Regions from separate parts of the Callithrix jacchus genome. Here region 2 is linked to region 1. Evidence: chromatin contacts called from public Hi-C data. All regions are on one chromosome and are shown on one strand. Each heading gives the region's core, a stretch centred on a gene start, on an enhancer-like site or on the middle of the called end of the contact. The rest is flanking DNA. Distances are from core to core; before and after follow the strand shown. Region 1 holds the start of PICK1 (protein interacting with PRKCA 1). Region 2 holds the start of DMC1 (DNA meiotic recombinase 1).

Region 1 (5,345 bases), core at 2,063-4,562:
ACAGAGGACAAATAACAAGTAATAAACGCCGAGAAGGAAAAGAACAGAGAGACACAGGGGAGAAGATGGGCCAGACCAATGCAGCGCAGATGGTCAGAAAGCCCCTCGGAGAGGGTCAGACCTCAAGAATGAGAAGGAGTCAGCTATACAGCGTGGAGAAATGAACCTGCCTTTGTCATGCCCAAGTAGGGATGTACCTTGTGCTACCCACCCTCCAGGGTGCCCAATACCTGGACGATATAGAGACAGGGACAGTACTGGGCCCCTCCTCCAATGCTGATCCCGATCAGGTTCTGAGCATCCTTCTGCAGGGTCACCTTCCCAGGCACAGTTGGGATTCCGCTAGAAAGAAAAGCAAGCGAGGCTGACTCTCCTGGAGGAAGGATCACTGGAGGGGGTGGGCCCCTCAAAACTCCTGAGGGGCTCCATTGGCTGCCCAGCTTTTTCTCTCCCTCCCTTGGATAAAACAATAGCACTCTGTGCTGAAACATGCACAGTTCTTGGAGTTCTGCAGATGTGGGATCAAACCCCGTCAAATCTGCCATTTATCAGCTATGGGACTTGGTTTTATTTTTTTCCTCTTTTTTTTTTTTTTGAGACGGAGTTTTGGTCTTGTTCCCCAGGCTGGAGTGCTATGGCACTACCTTGGCTCACTGTAACCTCTGACTCACCGGTTCAAGCAATTCTCCTGCCTCAGCCTCCCAAATATCTGGGATGACAGTCACAGGTGCCCACCACCACGCCCGGCCAATTTTTTGTATTGTTTTATCATTATTATTTTTTTTAAAGACGGGGTTTCACCACGTTGGTCAGGATGGTCCCAAACTCCTGACCTCAGGTGATACATCCACCTTGCCCTCCCAAAGTGCTGGGATTACAGGTGTGAGCCACTGCACCTGGCCAGCTATGGAACTTGGGTAAGTTACCCTCTGTGCATCTCAATTTCCTCATCCATAAAATGGGGATGAGCACCCTTATCCAAGTTCTTCTAACCATGCATGGAGGCCACTAACAGCAACCCAATCCACAGCAGGCACTCCATAAAAATAGGTCCCCCTTCCCTTTCATTCATTCGATCTCTGCGATTTGAGACAGGTTCTGTCCTTGTCACCTTATCAGGCATCTAGGGAATCTGACGGCTACCTGCTGAAGGAGTTAACTATCCACCTCCCACCTCCTCATTACCTCTCAGTTTCCACTATAAACTAGCATTGACTGGTGTTTCATGGTAAGTACTTGCGCTGATTCACTTATTCATTCAAAAAACATTTGCTACCAACCTACTGACATCAAGCCCCTTACTAAGCGCTGAGCGCAGAGAAAGGCATTGCACTCACTCCTTGATCCGAAAGAGGATACATTGTAATGGGAAGACAAATCTAATTTCTGAAAATCTACTAATAACCTATGTTGGGAAGGAAGGTATGTCTACAACATTCCTATCCAACCTTCAAAACCTGGCTCAACTGCCACCTTCTCCATGAAGCTTTCCTTGATCACCCCAGCGGAAGCACTGCTCCATCTGCTTTCTCTCCTTGTCACCAAGTCATGCTAATAGTGCCCTTATGGAACCGAGCTGTGATTATCCCTTTAACTGTCCATAGTCCCCTACAAATAGTGAGCTCCTGGAAGAGCAGGGTGCACTGCTGCTTCAGCACAACACCTGCTCCACCGCTGAGACGCAAGGGTTTGTGGGACTGGCAAGTCCAGGGAAATAAGGGACTTGGGGTTCCCATGCTCCTGGAACTTGGGGGAATAAAATACTCACAGTTTATCCTCCTCGATGTCATAATCCAAGTCTGCAAACATGGTTCCGAGAGTTGGAGCAGGCGGGCTAACTGCCCAGCTCGGTAGGGGAATAGGGGACTGGATCTGGGAGAGAAAGGAACATAGGATTTAGGGAACCGAAGTGCCTGAATGTCAACACCACCCCTTCCTCCACCACCCTCATACGGGACAGCAGGGCCCTCTTCTTCCCCTCTGGAGTGGGATGGGGCAATCTCCGGGTAGGGGGGGCTGGGTAGGTGATTCTTACTAGGTACAAGGGGGGACTCAAGGCCAGGATGATGGGCTCAGATCCCAGAGCCCGGCCCAAGGGTCTCCAGGTCCTGGGGAGCTGCCTCTGTTGCTCACCGGAAGCGTCAGTCCCAGAGCCGGGTTCGGGCCAGGCTGGTACCTGAACCCACCTGCCGTTCCACCTGGCGGTGGCCGCGACTATCACGTCACTTCCAGTAAGACGCGGAAGTCCCGCCCTTTCCCCGCTGGGTGTTTGCCCCAATCCCTGCAGACAATCCTTCCCTCACCCGCTCCCGGGACTCTCGGAACCAAGAACAAGAACAAGTATTGGCAGAGGCTCGCTGTTAGTAGGAACAAGCGGAAACAGAGGAAAAGTCTGGACAGGCTGACAGCGTCTAACCCCGCCCTTTGCCCTGACGCCGCCGCCATCTTGGGAAGGGCAGGGTTTGTCCCAGCTTCCTCAGCGGCACTCAGGGACCCGCGCCGGGTGGCGGTTGCCAGGGCAACGGAAGCATCTCTGAGCTGGGGTTACCTCCCGCGAGGCTCAGTGGAGTATAAACCCCGAGACCTGCCCTTTCACCCCTTAACCACCTGGGCCTGTGACTCCCCTACTAGAAAGGCCCTTTGAGGTCCCAGCGCATCCCAGTTTCGCAGGCGAGGAAACTTAAGTGCCAAAGAGCCGGCAGTGATTTTGTGCAGAGCCACACGCAGTTGGTATAATATCTGGACTGTGGCCTCGAAACTCCCGCCGCCTAGTCTAGTCTAGGGATCTTTGAACATCCGAACACTAAGCAGAGAGCCGGGAGTGGTGTATTCAGTGGATCTTGCTATTAAGATTGGACATGCCCCCTTCCCTCTATGTGCTTGAGTTTCCCCATATGTAAACTAAGGCCATATGGTCAATGCTTTCTATGGTATATGGTGAAACATTTCTCACCCCCCCCATCTCCTTCCTTAGTCCTGAGGAGCAGCCACCCTGGGGTCCCACGGAGGGTCACAGCCCCCATGTACCTGAGGCTCGGGAAACGTCATCAGTGCTCCCCTGTCGAAGCTTTCTCTCCAGCCTCTGCTGCCACTGCTATTGTGTAAAGTGGATTCCCTGCGGGAGGCTGGATCTCCCAGAGCCACAGCCATGCCTCCACCTCATCCCGACAGCACGGGGCCAGGGCCATCCAGCTGGCTTCCCTAGCTGCCCCAGGGGCCACAGAGGAAAGATGCAGAAGGATGGATATCCACATATCCCACGGGCGATGGAAGCCCCACCCTACTCTCTCCTTAGGGAGCTAATCTGAGTCTGGACAGATGTGTAGAATGCCGTGATAGCAACAGCCTTCCCACGTGTCCACTGCTCTCCAGTCAGATCACTTTCACAGGATTTTCAAGCTCACCACCACCCTGTGAGGAGAGACCAAGTCTTGCCAGCCACAGTGTGCAGGCAAGGAAACTAAGGCCCAGAGAAGTCTCTTCCTCTGGTATCCTAGTGGCAAGACTAGGGCTGGGACAACCAAGCTCTGTTTCCAGGCCAGACTTTTGGTTTTAAAAAGCAACAGTCTAAGGCCAGGCATGGCGGCTCATACCTGTAATGTCAGCACTTCAGGAGGCCCAGGCACACAGATCATCTGAGGTCAGGAATTCAAGACCAGCCTGACCAACATGGAGAAACCCTGTCTCTACTAACAACACAAAAATTAGCTGGGCATGGTGGCACGCTTCTGTAATCCCAGCTACTCAGGAGGTTGAGGCAGGAGAATCGCTTGAACCCTGGATAGCAGGAGTTGCGGTGAGCCAAGATTTCACCACTGCACTCCAGCCTGGGTGATAGAGCGAGACTCCATCTCAACAACAACAACAAAAAAGATTAAAAGGAGAAACAGGTATGAGTGCTTTGTAAACAATTTGCATGGCACAGCTGTCACTCTGACCTCAAAACCCCCTACCCACTCTGGCCCCTCTTCCCAGGTGGGGGCAAGATGCCCCTTTTTTCTGCTTCATCCATCCCTTACCTCCAGGCCCCGATCTAATTTGCCTCCTCCCGGCAGTGTCAGCAGACAAGCTTAGCTCATATATGTTGCTCCCTTTCTGAGCTCCTGAGTATTTGCTCTCTGAATCATTCATTCAGCAGTTTGCTATGACTTGGCCTCGTGAGATCGCTCCATGGTTTTCCTGCGCCAATTCTGCGATGAGTAATTTATTGCATGTCTGTGTTTTGTCTGGAAAGGCTTTTTCTCCCTTAAATTTGGGGCTCAGATCTCGTAACTTGACAAATTATAAACTGCTTCTCCCTGTCCCTCTTTTTATTGTGTTCTCTTTCTCTACTTTTTCTTTTTTTTGAGACAGAGTCTTGCTCTTTCGCCCAGGCTGAAGTGCAGTGGCACAATCTCGGCTCACTGCAACCTTTGCCTCTTGGGTAAAGCGATTCTTCTGCCTCAGCCTCCTGAGTAGCTGGGACTACGGGCACCTGCCACCACACTCAGCTATTTTTTTTTTTTTTTTTAAGATGGAGCCTCGCTCTTATTGCCCAGGCTGGAGTGCAAATGGCGAGATCTTGGCTCACTGTAACCTCTGCTTCCTGGATTCAAGTGATTCTCCTGCCTCAGCCTCCCGAGAGGCTGGGGCGATAGGCGCCCACCACCACACCTGGCTAATTTTTTGTATCTTTAGTAGAGACGAGGTTTCACCATGTTGACCAGGCTGGTCTTGAACTCCTGACCTCGTGATCTGCCCAACACGGCCTCCCAAAGTGCTGGGATTACAGGAGTAAGCCACTGCACCTGGCCTAATTTTTGAATTTTTAGTAGAGACAGGGTTTTACCATGTTGGCCAGACTGGTCTCAATCTCCTGACCTCAGGTGATCCACCTGCCTCAGCTTCCCAAAGTACTAGGATTACAGGTGTGAGCCTCCTCGGCCGGCCTCTTTCTCTACTGACTTTCTAATCCCTGGCACTCCCACTTTCCACAGGATACTTGGAATCCATCAACAGGTGTCATTGTGACAAACAAGAAAAAGAAAATCGGATTGCTTTGTAATACCTATTGGTGTGAAAATGTCATGACCCGCTAAGGTTTTTAGCAGAGGGGTCACCTGAATCAGCCCGCACAGCACAGGAACATGCCCCAGTCAATTCAGGGGGTCTGGTTGGGACCAGGAATCTATTTGAGAACAAAGACAGTTCAAATACCTTATTCTATCACCCAAGTAAGCACTTCTTGTCTTTCCAGCTAGACAGGAAGTCCCTGATGGGGGTGGGCGAGGTGCCTTGTTTTGCTCTTCTCTGAATCGTCCACGGTGTCCAGCACATACCTGGCCGCAAATCTAGCGCTTGCAGAA
Region 2 (4,880 bases), core at 1,257-3,756, 420 kb before region 1:
GCTGGAATCCTGTGCCTCTATTTGGTTATAAGGTGACTGTCCACGGAGGGGCAGTAAAGTGTAATGGTTTAAAATTCAAATCTTAACTGTAATCCCACTGCCAATTTTTTTATTTCTTAAAATGTAAAAGTGATACAAAAATTTTATAATTGTATAGAGAAATTGTGGACTTCCTGAAGGATTTGAAAAAGTAGGCAAGCTATATCACTCAGTTAATAATTGACACAAAGGCTCTGGTTTGCCATGTTCTATATTGTGGATAGGAAGTACCATTTTGCCATACAGGATTTTTTTTTTTAATATAAGCATACTTATCAGTCTTTTGTGGCTTCTGAGTTTCGTATCATACTTAAAAAGATGTTCCTTATTATAAAGTAATTTTAAATGTCCCATATTTTCTTCTAGTACTTTTATTATTTTATTGTTCAGATTTAATTTTTTGATCCGTCTGGAATTTATTTTGGTATAATGTATAAAGCATGATTCCAATTTTATTTTTTCTTCCAGATGGTTACCTAGTTGTTCTAACACTATCTACTGAATTCATCATTTCCCCAGTAATTTGAAATGCTGCCTTCATGATATTCAGAATTTTTGTATGATATGAAAGACTAATTTTTTTTTTGGTCCCGATTTGAGTGGAAAGGTCCTCATGTGCACTTTTTAAAGTGCACTCTGTCCCAGAGTTTGTTGTTTTAAATATTTTAAAAGTTGTCTATGGATATGATACTCAAACAGGACTTTTCTCCTCCCTTCATGAATTTGCCATTACCCGGCTCATTTTAGTTTCTTTAAGTGTACTGCACACAACCTTCAAATATTATGAACATTTCTCTCTCCCAGCTGTCACTACACCAAACTACATATGTTAGATTTCCCTAAATCATCTCGCTGTGCTCTTTGCAGCTCTTCTGTAGACTGTCGGTATCTTCACCTAACAAGTTGTTCAAAAGTTCCCATAATGACTTAGGTGAGGCCTCAGAGTGAAACCACCCAGTTCCTTCCCTAAATGGGCATTCATTTCCGTATAACGAGGATGGCTGTGTTTGGGGCGAAATAACAGTTTTGGAAGCACAATGGCGGTTACTCGTGGCTCCTGAAACAATCCACCTGGTGGGGGAGGGGGGGCGCGTCCCACACAAATGCCAACTGCTATTGTGGGAATGTTTTGCTATTTATTCCAGCAAAACGATTCAAAAAAAAAAAAGGGGGGGGGGAGTCGCCCTGTACTAGGTCTTGAACCCAAAAAACTGTTTGCACAGAGATTCATCCAAGATACATCACAGCCTCCACCTTAGCAGCTGCTCTCTCAGATGCTTCCTGACTGTCAAGTCCGTCTCCGCGTGAGGGGAGGAGGAGGGCGCTGCCAGCAATGGCGCTGCTGGCACGAAGGCTGGCCCGCAGCTTCTATTTAAAAGCTGAACCGAAATATGCCAGGCGTCTGCAGTCTATTTAAAACTCCAAGTTAAGGCAGAGGAAAATCACTCTCCACCCTGAATGGGCCTCGGGTGTCTCAATCACAGACAGGAGTGGCGAACGGGGAGAGTCACGGAGTGGGCAATGAGGAGCGCTGCGGGAGCAGGGCCAAGCCGACGCCGGCCATGGAAACCAGCCCGGGGCCGGGCGCGGCGGCTCCGCCTGGAATCCCAGCACTCCGGGGGGCCCGGGGGGCCGGATCACCTGAGGTCGGGAATGCGAGACCAGCCTGGCCACGTCTGTACCAAAAATACAAAATGAGCCAGGCAGGGTGGCGGGTGCCTGTCATCCCAGCTACTCGGGAGGCGGAAGCAGGAGAATCGCTGGAACCCGGGAGGCGGAGGTCGCGGCGGGCCAAGTTCGCGCCCTTGCACTCCAGCCTGGGCAACAGAGTGACAAACTCCGTCTCATAAAAAGGACCTCCGATTCGAACTCCTAACCCGAGGCTCCAGCTGCAATCCCTCGCGACCCTGACCTTTCGCACCCGTAGGCCACCTCTGCTCAGCGCCCCTCCCCAGCTTCAAGGCTTCCTCCTCAGAGTCCTCTCCCTAATTTGAGCGAGGTGGTCCCCTCGAGAGACGCCCCAGCTCAACAGTCTCCTCCCTTCAAGGTCCCTCTCCTCGGCGCGCTTCCTGCACAGCGCCCCTCCCCCACTCCCTCACCTCAGCGCGCCTCCCAGAGGAGGCTCCTCCTCGTTTCCCGCCCCTCGGTCCTCGCCTCTAACCCTCACCCTGCGCCGTGCCCGGGCTCCCTCCTCGCTACGCCCCCTCCAGGCCACACCCTCGGGTTCCCCCAGCTACTGGCCCGTTTGCCCCCCACGCCCCTAGGTCCTAGCCCAGCTCCCATTGCTTTCCGCCCCGCCCACTGCGGGGGCCCGCCCGCTCCCCCTCGCCCCGCCTCCTCATCTGCGCCCCGCCCAGCCCCTCCGTCCTCGCCCCGCCTCCTCATCTGCGCCCCGCCCAGCCCCTCCGTCCTCGCCCCGCCTCCTCATCTGCGCCCCGCCCAGCCCCTCCGTCCTCGCCCCGCCCTAGTCGGTTGGCGCCAAACCCTGTGGACAGCGGCTCGCGGATCTCCAGGCTCCGCGTTCTGTGTCCGAGTTAGAATCCTGTCAGCTGAGGACTGTCGGGAAAGGCCGGGCGGGGGCAGAGGGGTTTCACCTTGAAAATCTCGGGGAAACTGGGTACGAGGGGGGTAAGTGGCAAAAACCGACGGCGTGCGAAGACTCTGAGGGGACGCTCGTTTTGCCATGGCGCGCTTCCCTTTCTCGCTCCTTTTTTAGGGCCCTAGTGACTTGGAGCTTTCCGCTCCGACCCCTGGGGAGGAGTTTTGGTGACCTTGAGGGATTTCCAACCTCCTTATTTTAAATCGAATCGGACCTAAGTCCAGGAGGGCCCGCCTCGTCCTCCTGACGAGGGAATCCGGTGTCGGGAAAACGTCCGGCGGCCGCACGGGGGTCTGCCCAGGCCTCCTGCGGAGGGAGACGTCGAGGGCGACCCGACCGCGCTGCTGCCCCCTCCAGAGGTGGCCTTCAGCCAGGGGATGGGGCAGCCCTCCCTTAAATCCAACGGTTCGGTCCATCGAAGGCTCCGTGAGAGACGGGGACAATCTTTTCATTTCATCCCGGGGAGAAGAAATGGATGACGGGGACAGTAAATGCGGAGCTGGGGTGCTCATACTTGTAGCCCTCTGAAGGACAGACCCCGGAAGACCCCGTCCACACGGTCTTGGTTGCCTTCCATCCTTTGCTGTTTGCGGTGCCCGGTGGTCAGACCCTGCTTCTGCCTTAGAATTAATAATAGTCCGTGGCTCGCGCCTGTAATCCCAGCACTTTAGAGGCCGAGGCGGGCAGATCACGAGGTCAGGAGATCGAGAACATCCTGGCCAACATGGTGAAACCCCCTCTCTGCTAAAATACAAAAAATCAGCTGGGCGTGGTGGCTCGCGCCTGTAATCCCAGCACTTTAGAGGCCGAGGCGGGCAGATCATGAGGTCAGGAGATCGAGAACATCCTGGCCAACATGGTGAAACCCCGTCTCTGCTAAAATACAAAACATCAGCTGCGCGTGGTGGCTCGCGCCTGTAGTCCCAGCTAATTGGGAGGCTGAGGCAGGAGAATCGCTGGAACCCAGGAGGCAGAGGTTGCAGTGAGCAGAGATCACGCCACTGCACTCCAGGCTGGGCGACAGAGCTAGACTCCTCAAAAAAAAAAAAAAAATAGTCCGTTCCCTTTGTTCTAGGGTCCAACCCCTAACTTTGGTATCAAATGAGGAAACGGAATAGACCGAGAAAAATGATTATTTGGATGGCATTTTATTGTAATAAGCACAATCACAGTTCGTGGATTCCTGAGATTTCTTTTTGAGTCTACAATCTTAAAGACTTTCACTGCTTTATCAGCTTTAATATTATGTATCCACCATATTTTTAAATCTTAACAAAATCGGCCTGGCACTGTGGCTCACGCCTGTAATCCCAGCACTTTGGGAGGTCAAGGCGGGTGGATAATGACGTCAGGAGTTGGAGACCAGCCTGACCAAACATGGTGAAACCCCATCTCTACTAAAAATACAAAAATATACCGGGCATGGTGGTGCACGCCTGTAATCCCAGCTACTTGGGAGGCTGAGGCAGAAGAATCACTTGTACCCGGGAGGCGGAGGTTGCAGTGGGCCAAGATTGTGCCACTGCACTCCAGCCTGGGTGACAGAGCAGGACTCCTCAAAAAAAAGAAACTAGTAAATACTGTGAAAGAAAGTATAGCTAATGTTCTATGAAACAAAAAGGTAGATGTCACAGGAGTGTCCATTCATAATCATAGCAGGCAGGAAGGCCTTCATCATAAATGAGAAAAATAAAATCCATTTATTGAGGACAAAGTTGGAGGTGCCAGGGAGGACACAAGGAAGAATGATATAATGTCAAGGTTCTTAGAATGTTGTTAAACAAGAAGGGTTAAAAGCAATATGCACTTCTAAATAACATTTCAAGGCAATAATAAAGATATTACATAGTCATGATTAGCTGTGCAATGGAAATCAGCTGATAAATATCACTGTTGGGGAAAGACAAAAAATTTGTCTTTCCCCCAATTTGCCCCTCAGGCACCTGTGTGAGTGTGAGGACACACATACACACACACACACACAAAAGAAATAATGCCACATGCCTTGCAGAAAGAAGATAGGCAGGCCTAGTCTTTCCAAGCTAAATACTTCTCTTCTAGTCCTTGGTGACTTTGAAATGAAATCAGAGGCCTCAGGACAAAGGACTACTCTTTTTTTCCCCCTGCTCCCCTCTCCTCAGAGGACTACTTCTTAAATATATTTCTTATTTTCCCAGAAGCGATTATTTTTCTGTTGCTCACCTTTCAATATGAAGGAGGATCAGGTTGTGGAAGAACCAGG

The links. Hi-C and Micro-C count contacts between places; a contact is called where the count stands out from the background.
Region 2: a Hi-C map of skeletal muscle shows a contact between it and region 1, with 4 times the contacts expected there. The contact joins the promoter of DMC1 here to the promoter of PICK1 in region 1. A contact is called at or near these places in 2 of 3 Hi-C or Micro-C datasets (both in skeletal muscle).

What each region holds. Positions count from the first base shown.
Region 1 is chr1:209,054,919-209,060,263 of calJac240_pri, reverse strand. PICK1 (protein interacting with PRKCA 1) reads right to left here and starts at 3,312. Exons shown (of 13, transcript XM_035272435.3): 1 at 3,028-3,312; 2 at 1,769-1,872; 3 at 231-342. The coding sequence starts at 3,150.
Region 2 is chr1:209,476,153-209,481,032 of calJac240_pri, reverse strand. DMC1 (DNA meiotic recombinase 1) reads left to right here and starts at 2,506. Exons shown (of 14, transcript XM_017963708.5): 1 at 2,506-2,667; 2 at 4,816-4,880. The coding sequence starts at 4,849.